Regions from separate parts of the Danio rerio genome. Here region 1 is linked to region 2. A link is a contact called in public Hi-C data. All regions are on one chromosome and are shown on one strand. Each heading gives the region's core, a stretch centred on a gene start, on an enhancer-like site or on the middle of the called end of the contact. The rest is flanking DNA. Distances are from core to core; before and after follow the strand shown.

What was found. Hi-C and Micro-C count contacts between places; a contact is called where the count stands out from the background.
Region 1: a Hi-C map of hematopoietic stem cells shows a contact between it and region 2, with 4 times the contacts expected there. The contact joins the promoter of slc25a16 here to the promoter of vdac2 in region 2. A contact is called at or near these places in 2 of 18 Hi-C or Micro-C datasets (caudal fin and hematopoietic stem cells).

Annotation. Positions count from the first base shown.
Region 1 is chr13:20,176,438-20,181,613 of GRCz12tu, reverse strand. It overlaps slc25a16 (solute carrier family 25 member 16), which reads left to right and starts at 2,339. Exons shown (of 10, transcript NM_205549.1): 1 at 2,339-2,420; 2 at 3,690-3,829. The coding sequence starts at 3,733. It overlaps tet1 (tet methylcytosine dioxygenase 1), which reads right to left and starts at 679. Exons shown (of 12, transcript XM_068218728.2): 1 at 419-679.
Region 2 is chr13:19,711,317-19,716,658 of GRCz12tu, reverse strand. It overlaps vdac2 (voltage-dependent anion channel 2), which reads left to right and starts at 1,746. Exons shown (of 9, transcript NM_199585.3): 1 at 1,746-1,957.

The DNA.
Region 1 (5,176 bases), core at 1,090-3,589, 460 kb before region 2:
AACAGAAATTAGGGAATTGTGAAGTGTATTTGTTGTGACAAGTGAATCTAAACACACTCACATAAGTTTACACACTAGTCCTGTCTCAAGTTAAGTAAACTCCCTACTTAAAAGTCATTTTCGTGTGCGTGACAGGCTCGCGCAGAAGTGCGAGTCACGCGCCTACTATGCAAAAAATACTGGTCAAGTAATTTAGGGAACTAACTAGGTTTGCGTCAGCCGTCGTGGCTGACTAATCGCTTAACTAACGTTCACACACATTTCTCTCTACCAATAATTTGTTTCAGTTTCAGTTAGTTTTTTTGCTCCACAAACTTTTAATTGTGATACAAATCAAATAATAAAGAAGAGGGCTTGCATTCTTAGGGTTGCCGTATTGTTATGATCACTTTTTAGGGAGTTGAAATACTTTACATACCGGAGAGACAGATGCACTGTCTGAAGGGCTAATAATATTCCCCGCCTGTACACGACAGATCCTCCAGCATTTCTCTTCGATGGATCTTCGCTAGAAAAGACTGAACAGCGTCTTCATAATATAGCATTAAACTGGTAGACTCGCATGCTGCCACTGTCAGACTAAAGCACCTGATAAAAGGCAAATCTTCTTATGTCAATCCATTGACGGCAGCCCTCAGCCAGACTCGATCTACACTCTCCAGTCAACTTAAGGATATTTAATGGACGTCGGTGTGAGGTGGCGGGAAAACCCGGATTGGATTTCTATTCCAGGGATCATCAGTCTTTACAGCAATCTCTATTATAGCAGGTTTTTAGGCTGCTAACTCACTGCGCTTTCAGCTAACTGCTAAATGTGTTGACCACGACTTGTGATGACGTAAGTTTCATAATGATTGTCGTCACTCGTCTACTTAAATCAACAAGCAAACAGTACACAATATTTGTTTGTAAATGACCTACTTCTAACTTACCTGTGCTGGAACAATGAGGTTAAAAAATGTATACCTGTAAAATGATGATGATGATGATAGTGATAATAATGATTATTATTAGCTGTAGTATTGTTGTTGTCATTATAAAAGTATATATGTTTATAACTCATTTATAAAATAATAATAATAATAATAGTAATAATAATAATAATCAGAAGAAGAATAAAAAGAACACATTCACATTATTATTATTAATGATTAAATCACAATAAATGTATGTTGTATACACATTTATATGAAAATACTTAATCTTAAGTAATATATAATAATAAAATTAATTATTTATTGTAAAAATAAATATGAATAATTATGATAATAATCATAACTATTATTCATTCATTCATTCATTCATTCATTCATTCATTCATTCATTCATTCATTCATTCATTCATTCATTTCCCTTTAGTTTTGTCCCTTTATTTATCAGGGGTCTCCACAGCGGAACTTTATGTGCAAGCCATTACTGGGAAATGTTATTATTATTATCATTATTATTGTTTTCCCAGAGATGGGTTGCAGCTGGAATGGCATACGCTGCGTAAAAACTTGCTGGATAAGTTGGCGGTTCATTCCGCTGTGGCGACCCCGGAATAATAAAGGGACTAAGCCGACAAGACAATGAATGAATGAATTATTATTGTTAATATTATAGTCATGTAATGTCATGTCATTTTCATCCGCTTATCCGGGGCCGGGTTGCCGGGGCAGCAGTCTAATATATATATATATATATATATATATATATATATATATATATATATATATATATATATATATATATATATATATATATATATATAAATATATATATATATATATATATATATATATATATATATATATATATATATATATATAAATGTTATATATATATATATATATATATATATATATATATATATATATATATATTTATATATATATAGGGTAGATTTTCCAACAACAAAAAAACTGCTTGTTTGTAATTGTCAGAATTTTATTTAATTTATACATGATTTTTGTGTTTGTTTTGTTTTTTTATTTTTTTGTACTGCTATTATTATTTGCCTTTTATCATCCTGGCATTATATTGTTTGTTTTATTGTTATTTGTCTGTTGTTTAAAAAATATATTGATGTTTTAATTGATAAATGTTTCTTTACAGACCATAATAATAATAATAAAAAACTGAATGCAAAACAAACAATCGTCCTCCCAAAGATCATCATTTGACCTAAACAAAGACAAAATCACAATACACAGTGCTGAAAAACAAAACCATATCCAAACTATATGTTTATGAGCATTAATCTGTAATGCAGTTTGTATAACATTTAAATCAAGCTAAAAAGCGGCGCCGTGCGTTTGTTGACACGCTATTACGTGTTAATTCTGCGACAGGAAACGAATCAGTGAAGGACACGGTATGGACGAAACTGCCGAAAACACGTGAAAAAGATTATTACTATGCCTTGATGTACATTCAATGTAAGTAAATCCTCTAGTTGTAAAGAACAAAAGACGAATAGTTCTGATAAAGAGCTAATCTTTTGCGCCGTCGTAGAAAATAGCGTTTACGCAGCGGAAACACACGCAGTGTTTTTATTAACAGGAAGAGCTGCAGACAGCTTCAGTCTCAAACAAGACCATATAAGTTGTGTAACCGATGACCTTCATTTTAGCCTGGATTTATTTTTTTTTCTCTCTACAAGCGTTCAGGTTAGATCTGCCGGAATCTTTGCTATTCGTTGCTATGGCTAAAGTTGAGCGTAAAATACATGAGAAGTGTAATCTGTTTATAGTTACACGGCTGGCTGACTCCCATCAATAAGCAACAGTAACCAATGTAACAATGTGCAAGTATTGATGTTCTTTATTCATGAAATTTTCCTTTCAATTATAAGCAAAACAACCAGACTATATTAAAAATGCAATGAAAAGAAGGTCACAAAAATTACCATGCTTTTATCTGACATTTGTGGTATTTTAACGTGCATTAACCAGGTAAAACTGGTCTTATATGCGCACATTCGTTCAATGACAACATGTGACACGCTCCCTATATTGTTTACCCTGGTGCTTTGAATATTTGACTGAAATCACATGTAATTATCTACTAGTCTAGCTACAAAAAGTGTTACTGTAATGGGTATAATAGCTAAAAAAGTGTTACTGTAATGGGTAAAATGGCTAAAAAGTGTTACTGTAATGGGCATAATAGCTAAAAAGTGTTACTCCAATGGGTATAATAGCTAAAAAAGTATTACTGTAATGTCTATAATAGCTAAAAAAGTGTTATTGTAATGGGTATAATAGCTAAAAAAGTGTTACTGAAATGGTTATAATAGCTAAAAAAAAGTGTTACTGTAATGGGTATAAAAATGGAAAAAAAACATTTGTGTATTACTTAAATATGTAAATGTTCAGAGTAAACAAATGTTTCGAAGAATGTTGTCAAAAACAGCCATTGTGCTTTTGTAGTATTTTAATAATTCCTACTATGATGTCAGTGGATGCTATATGTCTTATGAATACCTTGTGTTGTGTTTAACAGAAGAAAAATATTTATTTAGAATGACTTAAACTTTTTTTTTTTTAAGTATTCGTTAAACTTTTCCCAAACCAGGCACTTGTAAAGTGGTAAATTTACAATGGTTTATGACTGATATGACTTTAGTTGTGTGCATAGTCCAGTCTTTGGCAAAGATCTGCTGAGGTGTAACAATACAAATGCTGTTTTTATTTACTACATTCCAGAGTGTGAAGACATGAATGTACTGCAGTCTTGATAGTAGCCATCATGACGACAGAGGCTGTGTCTTCAGGGGCTCGACCTCAGATCCCTGCTCCTGTGCAGAGAGACGGATACTACTGGTTACGCTCTTTCACTGCTGGAGGTGACTTTTCAAACACAGAATACTGATGTACTGAAATCTGTTTGTTCAACTGCAAGTATAGCAGAACTGAAGTTAATGGGATAGTTCACTCAAAAATAAAAATTCTGCCATTATTTACTAGGGATGGGATGATAACCGGTTTCAAGGTTTACTGCGGTTTGGAAATAGCAGGGTTTCAAAACCGCAACAATTTTCTGTTATGCCGTTTTAAATATTTTGTTTTTAATATTATTTCTATTAAAGTGAAACTAAAATACTTTTGTAATTAAAAAATTTTGTAAAATCATTCTGATTCTGGAAGATCATTCAGTGTTGTTGCACCAAAGCTCTGGAACTCTCCCACGCTCACTCCGCATTATCAATAACATTTCTAAGTTTATGTCTCTTCTTAACACACTTCTTTTCTGAATGTTATGACCATTAAGTTCAGTAGCTGTTGTTTCGGTTTCCACTTTGCTTTTTGTTGTCTTGTCTTTGTTACTTATTTTTGTTTGACTTTGTTATTGTGTTGTTCTCTTACTTTTGTTGTGAAGCGTTCTTGAGCACTGGAAAGGCACTGTATCAAATAAACATCATCATTATCAGTATTGTCATTATTAATATTAATGATAAAATAAAAAGTTTAATATTATTTTAGTTGATTTGTGTATGCAGTTGAACAACAACAGTGTTTTAACAGTTTAACAAAAACAGTTTTTTAACCAACAGAAATACATTTAATTTATTTTTATTAAATATGGTTTTATTCCTGTAACAAAGAAAGAAAAATTGGTTATTATTGCTTAACTTAATTTTATTATTATTGTTATTGCTTTGATTTATGAATTAGTTAATTTAATTATTATTATTATACGATTATTATTTGTAGTAGTAGTAGTATTTGTATTAGTAATGGTATTATTATTAGTAGTAGAAGTAGTAGTAGTAGTAGTAGTAATAGTATTGTTATTATTATTAATGTTGTTGCTATTATTATTATTAGTAGTAGTAGTAGTAGTTGCAGTATTATTATTATTATAGAAGTATTAGTATTATATATTATTAATATTTTTATTATTATTAGTAGTAGTAGTAGTAGTAGTAGTAGTAGTAGTAGTAGTGATAGAAATAGTAGTAGTAGTAGTAGTTGAAGAAATAGTAGTTGTAGTAGTAGCATTAGTATTAATATTATTATTATTTTTACGATTAGTAGTATTAGTAGTAGTAGTAGTAGTAGTAGAAATAGTAGTAGTAGTATTTGTATTATTATTATTAATATTTTTATTTATTATTATTATTATTAGTAGCAGTATTATTATTATTATTTTAGTAGTAGTCGTAGTAATTGTTGTTGTTGTAGTAGTAGTA
Region 2 (5,342 bases), core at 497-2,996:
AAAGATGACTTCACTTACATCAGATTGTGTGTTTTCTGGCATAGGATGTTGGACTCATGAAAAATAATTGTTTGCATTGGCCAAAGCTTAGCTGATTAGACGAGAGGGTGCTCGCTGCAGAGCCATTTGAGGAGAGGTGAGCTCCAGAGAGGGGGAGCATGAGCTGTCGCTCCTCCTCCTGTAAGCTGTTTTAATGCGTACACCAACCCCACCCCTAACCCTACCCCCAGTGACATCACTCGTAGAAGAAGTGCAAAAAAGGTGGAGCTCAAGCTTAAGCTCCCCCTCTCTGGAGCTCACCTCTCCTCAAATGGCTCTGCAGCGAGCACCACTTGGATTAGACAGCCAACAGAGGATTCTGCTTGGTCTCAATGCCTTTTTCTATGGGATATTTCAATATTTATGATAACATAGTAGTCAAACTCCCACATGAGGACAAATGAGCTCATGTGGGACAAATTCTGGACCTTTGTCAGTGAGGGGTGGGTCTTCCGAACCCCATCACCCCCTGGCTACGGGCCTGTTTTTATTTAACTGCACTATAGCAATAGACAATAAACAGTAGGTGACTACTGCTACTACTATTACTAATTTACAAATGTTTGAGTCATGAGTTTTGCGAAAACTACATCACTTTACAATATTGTTCCAGTAGTCAACTACTTTAGTTATCATTCAAGTACATGTGAATAATGTATTAGTAAATATAATTTAATACAACTGAGGCAGTTAACAGCCTTTCAAGAGTGTTTCAATGGCATACCTTTTAACTACTTCAGTTACCATTCAAGTAAATTTGAATAATGTATTAGTGAACATATTATAGTGTATTAGTGAAATTGAGCCAGTAAACAGCCTTTCAAGAGTGTTTCAATGGATGGTGTACCTTTTACACCATATGATGTAAAAACAACATACAAAAATCAAAGCTAATAGTGAAACTAAAATTTAAACTAATTAAATAAATAGTAAATATACAAATTAAAAAGCTATTTTGCATTAAGTTAACAAAATAACATCTTTTTATTTAACTGCAATATAAAAATTACAGAAGGTAACTACTGCTGCTACTTTTAATAATTTACAAGTGTTTATGAGTCTTAGGTTTTGTCAAAACTAATACACTTTACAATATCTTCCATTTGTTTACTACTTCAGTGATCATTAAAGTACTTATGAGTAATGTGTTAGTAAATATAATTGAATAGAACTGAGCCATTAAACTTGAAAATGGATGGTGTACCTTTTACACCATGATGTAGTCAACGTACAGAAATCAAAGCTAAATGTGAAACTGAAACTTAAACTGAATAAACAAAAAGTACAGATAAAAAATTAAAGTTAATTTTGCTTATGTTAATGAAATAACATCTTTTATTGAACTACAATATAACAATTACAGTAGGCAACTACTGCTACTACGCCAACTAATTTACAAATGTTTGAGTCATGAGCTTTGTCAAAACTGTAACACTTTTCATTATTGTTCCATTAGTTAACTACCTCAGTTACCATTAAAGTACATATTAATAGTGTATTAGTAAATATCATAAATGAGTAAAAATAATTTAATAGAACCGAGCCAGTAAACAGTCTTTTTACTAATGTTTCAATGGCGTACCTTTTACACTATATGATGTAAATTCAATGTAATAGCCCTTGTCTAAAAAATAACTGAGTCACAGGACATGCAGTATATTGGCGACTTAAATTGACGTACAGTAGCATGTCGCAATACCGCGCAAGCCACACATCTGTTCCTGGCCGTTAGCAATTACCGTCAGGCAGAGGTGAGGACAGCCCGGGGTCCTTGAGCGGGAGGCTGTCGGCACGGGTGTGTTACATTACAGTCTCCTTCAGTTCGCCCTCCAACTGGCCAGACCCTCCACATTGGCTCAGCGCTGGGAATAACTTCAGCAGCCGCGTTTCAATAACCGCACTCCACTCCTTTTAACAGGTAAGTCGCCGAGAGGAGCGGGAATCATATGTGGCTGAATTGAAAGCGTCGGAGACGTTAATTCGCAAGCTTTCTACTTCGTGTTAGCTAGCGCATTAGCACGCGTTAGCTGAGCTTGCTCGATATCTCTCTCTCTCACACACACGGTCTGTCTTACTGTAACGACCGGAGAGAAACAGATGAGCCTGTGATCGGTCATAGCGTGACATTAGCACAGCTCAGCAGCTTTACAGTCTAATCTATAGTGTAGCTTTAATTCAGATCAGTGCGGCTCCTGCTGACTTCTCTTGCATCCGAGCAGCACCAAAAATGCGTGACCTGAGTCACTCTCATCATATTTTGCAGCTCCTTTTCTTCACTTTTTGTTTGATTTAATTACAGTTAGTGTTGTACATCCCTCTGGTCCAGTCTTGCATGTGGCCTTCAGAAGCTTTCCTGCGGCTGCGTTAAATTGGGTAGTAAATCCGCAGTTCGCCTTGCCCTTACTTTGCCCTTTATAATAGAGCAGTTCCTGAACTCATCTATTAATTCAGTTTATTATTAGAGGGTAATAATCCTACACAATTTTAATAGGCATTTATGCCAAATTAATAGTATAGTATAATATTTTTTATTACATGTTTAAAGCGCCAAGGAGTATTTAAGTAATTATTTTTGTACTTCCTGAAAAGAAAGATCTGATGGATGGTATGCGCCTGACAAATCTGTGGGACCAGACATTCCTGTTACTCAATGACATTGAGGTAAAGTTGGTTTTATATTAGCACATCCGTACATTATTGAACTGACAACTTGTTACACGGTCCCTGTTAACCATGCTATTTTCAATATTCTAAAATCGCATGCAAGTAAGACTTAAAAACAACATTAGCATCATTTAATTCACTGTGAACAATGTTAAGAGTAATTTGCTGCTAATATGTCTTTCTCTATTTAGGATTTTCAAGTAATACTTTTCTGAAGCTGTACATGTAAATCTAAAACCAACTTTACCTCAATCTCAATGACCTATATGATAAAGGTCACAGGTGAAGCATTTTGCTATATTTAGAATCAGTTATTTACTCTGTTTGAAAAATAAATGTTAGCGTATTCCTATATATTCTAATATTGGTTGTATCTGTATTATTTACAGTCTTCCTGGGTTTGTATTGTAGTTATTTTCTTTCAAAATTTATTGCTAGATGTTTCTTTTATAATTGATTGCATTAAACCAGCCTGGAGATGAGACTAAAAGGTGTAATTACATGTATTTACTAATACACATTTTTTGATTTTTAGCCAAAACATGTTGTGTACCCCAATATAGACAATTTTGTCTGATGTGTAAAGAGAACTTTAACTAGATATTAGATGGACTCCATACAGTTAGCACAACAATCTTATAGGGTTCCCATGAGTCATGAAATTTCTGAAATATGGGATATTACGAGGTCTAATGTTTTATTTATTATTATTATTTTAATGATTTGTTTGCATTTTTTAGAGGTAAAGTTGGTTTTATATTTGGATATTCAAACATTCTCCTTAACTTAATTTCAGAAAAGTATTCATTGCAAATTCTAAATAGGAAAATCATAAAGGCAGCCAATGACTATCAAAGTACAACATTGTTGAGTCAATTACATAGTGTTAATGTTGTTTTTAAGTAATTCTTGCATGCTAATTACGATCGAATATTCAAAGTAACAAGGTAAACAATATAGAGACTTCTAAAAGACAAATGTGCGAATATTAAACCAACTTTACTGGTATCCTTTTTAGTCAGTAAATCCAGGGCAAAGTGAAGGTATTTGAGATTTGACTTGGATTGGGGACCCTGACCTTATCCTTGAAGTCCTTTAAGGACACAAACTCATGTTGCAAATTCTAAAATAATCATGAACATTTAATTATATCTCTTGTAATAGCTCAGTATTTCAGTGGAAGAAAGAAGTCAATACTTATGTAAACTATATGTCATTAGACATGAAATTTCTCTCTGGCATTTAGTGTCCACAGCTCTGAGTTCACTAGAGAAACAGTCTCTTAAGAAGGGTATTTCTCTCAATATTTATTAGAGCTATCAGCTATGGTGAGAAACTGATTTCAAGATTTTATAAATCATTGTTTTCACCTTTGTATAAATTTTGCACTTAGTTTAACAGCAGATGACGCTGTAAGCTTTACAAACAGCCATTCTCTACTTGCATTAATTCCTTACTAAAACCACTAAAAACTAAAATAAAAAAAAAATCTTTATTTTTAATTATTAAATTTAGGAAAGGTTTAAGTGAGTGCTCATAGTAAATGAACTGTATTAATATTAATCTTGTAAAACAAAACTTAACTTGCATGACTCGGTCAAACACACCAATACTCCTTCATGAGCATATGATTGGTATGAATGTTTTTGCTTTATTTCTGTAATATTGTCTATTTTATTGTCTTTGATTTTGAGTTGGGGATATCTAAAATTAATGTTTAAATAAATGTCTTTTTTATTTATACATTATATCTAATAATAAATTCAATAGTTGGTACTCTGTTGTTGTCTGTTACTTAAGAAGTTAGTAATATGCAATTGATAGGGCATCTTTATATATTTTACAGCATTAGCTGAGATTACTGTTCATCATTTTTAATAGAGAAGCAAGGGCATCTTTCCCACTTACTGTTCCAAAAATGTAAATCTCACATTTACTTAAGATAAAAAAAAAAAAAAGTAAATGCATAATTTATAACAAGTGATCTATTCAAAATCTCTCTCGCTTTTTTATTGTTTTATTTTTTTTATTTCCACCTGTCTGTTTATCAACATTCTTCAAAATATTTTCTTTTGGGGTTTATCATTAGAAATAAAATGGCACAAACAGGGTTGGAACAACTTGAGAGAACTCATTTTAAATTTGGACTTTGAGAAATGTTGTTGAGCAATATTTAGGAGTGATGTTGCTTCGCTACTTATTGAAAATGGGTAATATTGTATCTGGATCCAGGCGAAGCACTGGCACAGTAGGTAGTGCTGTCAACTCACAGCAAGAAGGTTGCTGGGTCAGTTGGCGTTTCTGTGTGGAGTTTGCATGTTCTCCCTGCGTTTGCTTGGGTTTCCTCCAGGTGCTCCAGTTTCCCTCACAGTCCAAAGACATGCGGTAGAGGTGAATTGGGTAAGCTAAATTGTCCGTAGTGTACGAGTGTGAATGAGTGTGTATGGATGCGCTATAAGTGAACTGGGTAAGCTAAAATTGTCTTCAGTTTGTGTGAATGGAAGAGTATGGGTGTTTCCCAGTGATGAGTTGCAGCTGGAAGGGCATCCCGCTGCGTAAAACACGTGCTGGATAAGTTGGCGGTTCATTCCGCTTTGGCGACCCTGGATTAATAGAGGGACTAAGCCGAAAAGAGAATG